Regions from separate parts of the Xenopus tropicalis genome. Here region 1 is linked to region 2. A link is a contact called in public Hi-C data. All regions are on one chromosome and are shown on one strand. The core of a region is the stretch at or near the end of the contact, and the rest is flanking DNA. Distances in the headings are between cores, read along the strand shown.

Region 1 (2,963 bases), core at 50-2,549, 170 kb after region 2:
CGAATATATTGTGCACATCTTTTTATAACATTTAAACTGCCACAGAACATCTGCCTGTGCCTAAAGATGACCTTCACACTATACAATAACGATAAATTGTAAACAATGTCAAACAGATATAACTGGCACTAACTAGACAAGAGAGCTCTGCATACCCAAGTTCATTTATCAACATATGCTTCACTTATTTAAGTACTGCCCATAATGCACCAGTGTATTGCCTAATAGGCAGAGTATTATTACTGTTGGCTATTGGTAAATTCTATTACGTGTATTGAAATGTTCTGTAGGTGAGCAGGCCAAAATGGAAGCTCTTTGGATCCTGTTTGACAAATTAAGTTATTACTGGAGATAGTACTTTAAAGTGAATAGCTGGTGGATACGATAAGAGCAGCTTAATTTTTTAAAGTTCAAACTTCACGCAACTTAAAAATAAAAAAACAAAGTGCATGCCTAACCCCCGGCGAGTCACTTTATTGCTGGTGGGGAGGCATTTCGGGGAGACTATTCGCCCGTGATAGTAGAGATTTAACTGCAGGTGACTAATCTCCCCATGTGCCCATCACCCTATCTCTCCCCCCAGTTAGTGCTGCCCACCTCTCTAGCTTGTAACGCACAAACACTGTATTATTGCCCTCACACACACACTTCTAACAAATGGTGTGACAGGAAAATAGAACCTTTACAGTCAAAAGTGATTTCCTAAATAGGAATAGCACTGTTTAATTGAATATACACATAAAATATTCACGTCTATTGCTGCATTGTAAGTATATGGATTATACACCCTGATGGGCCACAAAACAGACAGCAAAAAAATCCCAAAAAACCTCAGGTACACTACATCACACAACCAGAGATATATACACAAATATGAAAACTACACATTACACTGATCTCTGGCACAGTGCACATCATGTACACAAACAAGTCTCTCAGTATGTGCAGACATATTCATGGGAACACGTAGCTATCGCTTCCAAACTGTATATGGCATATTGGCATACTCATTTATATACAGATTATACAGTGCGCATACTGCCTGTAAACAATGAAAGCTGAAGCACTGCATGTGTCCAAGTTCACTTCCTGGTTGCCATTTCTCCCTCCCACTGCCACTACCTTAAGGTTTTCATCTTCATCCAGTAACAGGAAGCTGCCCTCCTCTTCCCGATTCGGCAGGCTCCCCAAGGTAAGGGGGTCACTGTGCAGCTGAGCAGACATAGCCTGACAGCCAGGGCACCCACACCACAACAATAAATATTCTCTGTACTTTCAGTTTCGCTGTTTATGAAAAGAAAAACTGACTGAAACTGTAGTGACATCTAGTGGCCTAACTGTGTAACACACTCACCCCTTAAAGGGGTAGCAAACCCAAATATAACATTCTGGATATTAAAGGCAAATTTCAAAAAATGTAAAAGCATTTGTAATTGTAATTGGTATTGAATTTCCTATACTGCTGGCCACTACAACATATACAGTTGAAATAACAAAGAGAGAAATGTTCATGTGCTGAATCTGCACTATTATTCTACCAGGCAGACAGGCCAAGGCCACTCAGGCATATTTGTTGCTACTTTGTTGTTGCTTTTGACTGGCTACAAATCTGGGTACATTTTGCCTTCTACTGTGTTACACCATGATGTTGGGCAGCCCTGGCACAGACACAAATAAATTGTCCTTTGCATTACAGCACCTTTCCATTTTTGATAAAGACCCCAATGTTTTGTATAACTTTGGCTTTGTACTGGAGTTATTAGGGTATGTAGATGATGCTTACCAGGACCCTTAAAGCAATTCTGGCTGTCTCAGAGGGGGTGGCACATAACAGTTTGTATTTTGGCAAGCACACACACAGTACACTGTCTCAATATGGAGCTTACCACCTTTGAAAAGCAAAGTTGTATAGTTAGCCAGTGTAATTGTCTTAATTAGCCAGTAACCCCTGGTCTTGTATGTCTGTTTAGATATTCCTGTCATTTCTCCTGTCTCTTTTGAGAGATGATCAAACATATTTAGATGGTAGCAAACACTGCAACAAAACAGTACTGTTACATCAAAGAAAATGTTTTTATATATACAGGATATAAATGAATGAAAAATATGAATAAAGCATATATTTAACTATTCACACACAAGCAAATGACTGTAAATGCCTGTAAAGCACTAAAGATTTGTAATAAATTCAAATTGGAAAGTTGCTTAGAATTATGTTTTCTTTTATTAGGCAAAAAAATATTTTTGGGGGTTGACGTTTCCTTAAATATAGAACCTCATGAATCTTTCTTTTACTGAATATGTAGCACTTTAGATTTGTCTAAAATGCACATTTTCTGGTCTCGGATCCAATTTGGTTAAAAAACATACTGAGATATTGAGAGAAAAAATAGCTTTCTTTGACGGATGTTTTATCAAAGGAACATATACCTCCAAAATGTTTCTCCATTTTAATGGGATCCTCTTGGTTGGAGCTAGTAAGGCTACTGCCACACCATGCGTATGGCGTATATTTTCGGAAAGCCAAAAAACGCTTGCTGAAAATATGCACCATACGCACAATATGCTCCTACCTGTGCCCGCACCCGAATGAATGGAATATGCTCGGGTGCAGGCACATGTATCTGAAATCCGCCTAAAAACGCAAGAGAATGCAAAGTCTCTCGTTTCTATGCGTATTTTGGCTACATGTGCACCCGAGCTTATTCCATTCATTCGGGTGCAGGCACAGGTAGGAGTGTATGGCACATATTTTCAGCAAGCTGTTTTCGGCTTGCCGAAAATATACGCCATACACTAAGGGGCACATTTACTAATGCACGAACTGTCCGAATGCGTCCGAAAGCGTTTTTTTTCGTAATGGTTGGTATTTTGCGATTTTTTCGGACATTTTCGCAACTTTTTCGTAGCCATTACGAATGTTTCGCAAAATGTCGCAACTTTTTCATAGCGCTACGACTTGC
Region 2 (2,902 bases), core at 156-2,655:
GCAAGAAGGTTTTGTAGAAGAACAGTCACCAGAAAATTCTAAGGAATGTGGCAGTTAAGCAGATGAAAGTTTACAGGGTGTACAGCTTTTAGTTTTCTGAGCTTTCCCCATCCTTTGTGCATGATTCTCACAAAAACCCACTGCTACCCAATGAACAAATTCTTGACCCCCCCCCCACTCCAAAGTCTCCATTACTTCTACAGTGTGTCCTTCCATCATTTCACTCTATACTAGATACTTTAAAAATGCCCTCACACAACATGTTCCCATCTTTACTTCCTAGCCAGTGCACCATATATTCCAGGACTGTTTTTCTCTTTTGCACCTCCACCCTTGTAGCTGTAGATTTACCATCCCCACGTTAACCCAACATCTAGTGTCTTTCTTGTTAATTTTAGGTTGTTCCCCATACAGTGCTCTGGAATATGTTGGGGCTTTATAAATACATGTTAATAATATACCTTTTTTGTCCAACTTTATCCCATCCACAGTGCCCATACACTAGCTTCCCCCTCCTTTTTTCTCTATGCACCCAATAATATTCTATTTCTTCTTGCCTTTCTTTGCCTTAGCCAGGCATCTCCCATTCAACTTTAACCACCATGTACCCCACAACCTGAACCCTTACATATAGGCACTCCTCCTGCAGATCTCCCTTTGTTTTTGCTCCAATGCCAACCCCCCATACTGTTCATCAGAGGGCTTTGTCCAAGGATACAGATGGGTCCCCACTGGCCCTGAGCTACCCCTTTCCTCTGTCTCTTGGCTTACACATGCCCGGACGCCCCACTCACCCTCCCTAGGTACAGCTCCTCCATCTGCTCGTCTATCCACTTCTCCACATCCAGCCGCTTCTGCAACTCTTTGCGATCATACTTGACAGTAACCCGCGCCTGTCGCCTCTGGATGCCTTGATTGGAGTCTCTAGTCTTGGATGGGGAATGAGGCTTATTTGGGAATCTTTTGCCGACCTTATTGGCTGCCATTGCTGGTACTACCGGACAGTGAGACGGAGACCCTTCACTAGCGAGGTAGTCACAGGCTGCGATAGTCACGGGTAAGCGCCTCAGCCTGCTCAGCCAATCAATACAAGCCACTCCGGGGGAGCACCAAATACCATGCAAACTGTAGCACCGCTCCAGCGCTCGGCGGAGATTAACTGCACTGAAGAGCGTCCTTTAACAGTTGTGGGGATAGCAGGATCAGCTGGGGAGAGTCCTCAAACCCCAAGCGCTAACACCGACAATCCCTGTAGGCGCTAAGGCCCCCAGCGGTTTTTGTGAAGCGCAATGTCACGTGTGGCTAGTTCTAACAGCTGCAGCGATAAGGGGGGCAGATTTCTAGAACCTACTGCCCTTGCAGGTGCCTTGTCATTGCTTCTGGAAACTGCACTGTATTTCTCCTGTCCTACTCACTAACAGCACATGTGCCTGCAGGGAGAGAGGGCTTTGTGAAAATATACCCGCCCCCTCCATTTACCGAGGGACACGCCCCCTCCTTAGCTTTATCTATTGACCTAGTAGTGATGCCTAGTAACCCTGAGTGCCCATGGGCACCAATCAACCAAAAGGCAATAACAATCTTTCCTGCGACTGGTTGCAGGATTCTACTGCTAATTCAGCCCTAAACTTAGATTTTGCTTGGCACCTTCAACTGTGCCTGATCAAAATATTTTAACCCCCTGATTGACAAGACGACCTATATCCGCAGCCTTTGAAATCTACCATACACGCACCAAATATTGTACCAAACAAGGTTTCGTAAGATATCGGTGCATGTATGGCCGGCTTAAAGGAGAACGAAAGGCAAAGTCACTTGGGGGTCCCAAAATGTTAGGCACCCCCAAGTGACTTTAATCGCTTACCTCGTGCCCCTGTTAGGAGAAAACCACACCAGCCCAGGGTATCTGCAGCGAGCGCTTGCGCAGTAGAGTGAAAAGCCGACTTCTCTGTTAAAGTTCGTCTTTTCACTCTACTGCACATGCACGAGCAGCGAGACAGGAAGGAGGAAGCGCTGGCAGCTACCCTGGGCTGGTGCTGTTCTCTCCGATCAGGGGCACCAGCACGGGGTACAAGGTAGACGATTTAAGTCATTTGGGGATTCCTAACATTTTGGCACCCCCAAGTGACTTTGCCTTTCCCTTTCCTTCTCCTTTAAAGGTTGCCACACACATTCAGATTTTAGTGTTCTTCAGACGAATGGATGTCGATCCTACATTTAAATGCAATGATCTAAAACTAACATTCAGGCTGAAATTGTAGGATAAAGCCCTAAAAATAACAAATCGGAGGATGCTCTGAATATGAAAATCTACAAGTCACAAAATTTTCGCATCCGAACGATTGTAAACAGTGCAAAAACCCTTCTGCCTTTGAAACTTCAGTGCATGATTTTGGACTCAAAAGCACTCGGCAGCTCCTACCTGGCCAAAAGAAAGTTACGATACCGAATGAATTCTGAAATGGTCGTAGTCTTTGCGAAAAATACAACTTTTTCGTGGAATTTAACGAAAACCACTAAAAGGTCGTACTATGTTAACAATATTATCGTGGTCAATACGAAAAATTCTAACAATTAGAAAAAATACAAATTTTTCTCATTCGTGGTCAATTGTGCTTTAATGAATGGGCCCCTTGCACATCAGTTTGGTCCCCACAGCCCCTCCATTCTTTGTCTAACCACACAGACAGTTAGATAACTGTATGCTATAAAACCAACCAATAAAGTTATCTAGCACCATCATGTGGCACAAAGTGACACAACACTTTAAGTTGCTTGTATATTTATACAATAATAAAGAAAACTCTGCCTTTTGTCAAACAAAGCTATATTTAAGCTTGTGTGTCTCATTAGCTAACAGCAGGTGCAAGTAAAGGCACAAAAACATGCAATTTTTGTGCAT

What was found. A called contact is a pair of places that touch in the nucleus more often than the background predicts.
Region 1: a Hi-C map of neurula embryo shows a contact between it and region 2, with 3 times the contacts expected there. The contact joins the promoter of zfyve1l here to the promoter of ppp1r14a in region 2. A contact is called at or near these places in 2 of 5 Hi-C or Micro-C datasets (neurula embryo and tailbud embryo).

What each region holds. Positions count from the first base shown.
Region 1 is chr8:77,381,900-77,384,862 of UCB_Xtro_10.0, forward strand. It overlaps zfyve1l (zinc finger FYVE domain-containing protein 1), which reads right to left and starts at 1,300. Exons shown (of 11, transcript XM_012969576.3): 1 at 1,123-1,300. The coding sequence starts at 1,224.
Region 2 is chr8:77,210,058-77,212,959 of UCB_Xtro_10.0, forward strand. It overlaps ppp1r14a (protein phosphatase 1 regulatory inhibitor subunit 14A), which reads right to left and starts at 1,406. Exons shown (of 4, transcript NM_001007955.2): 1 at 795-1,406. The coding sequence starts at 986.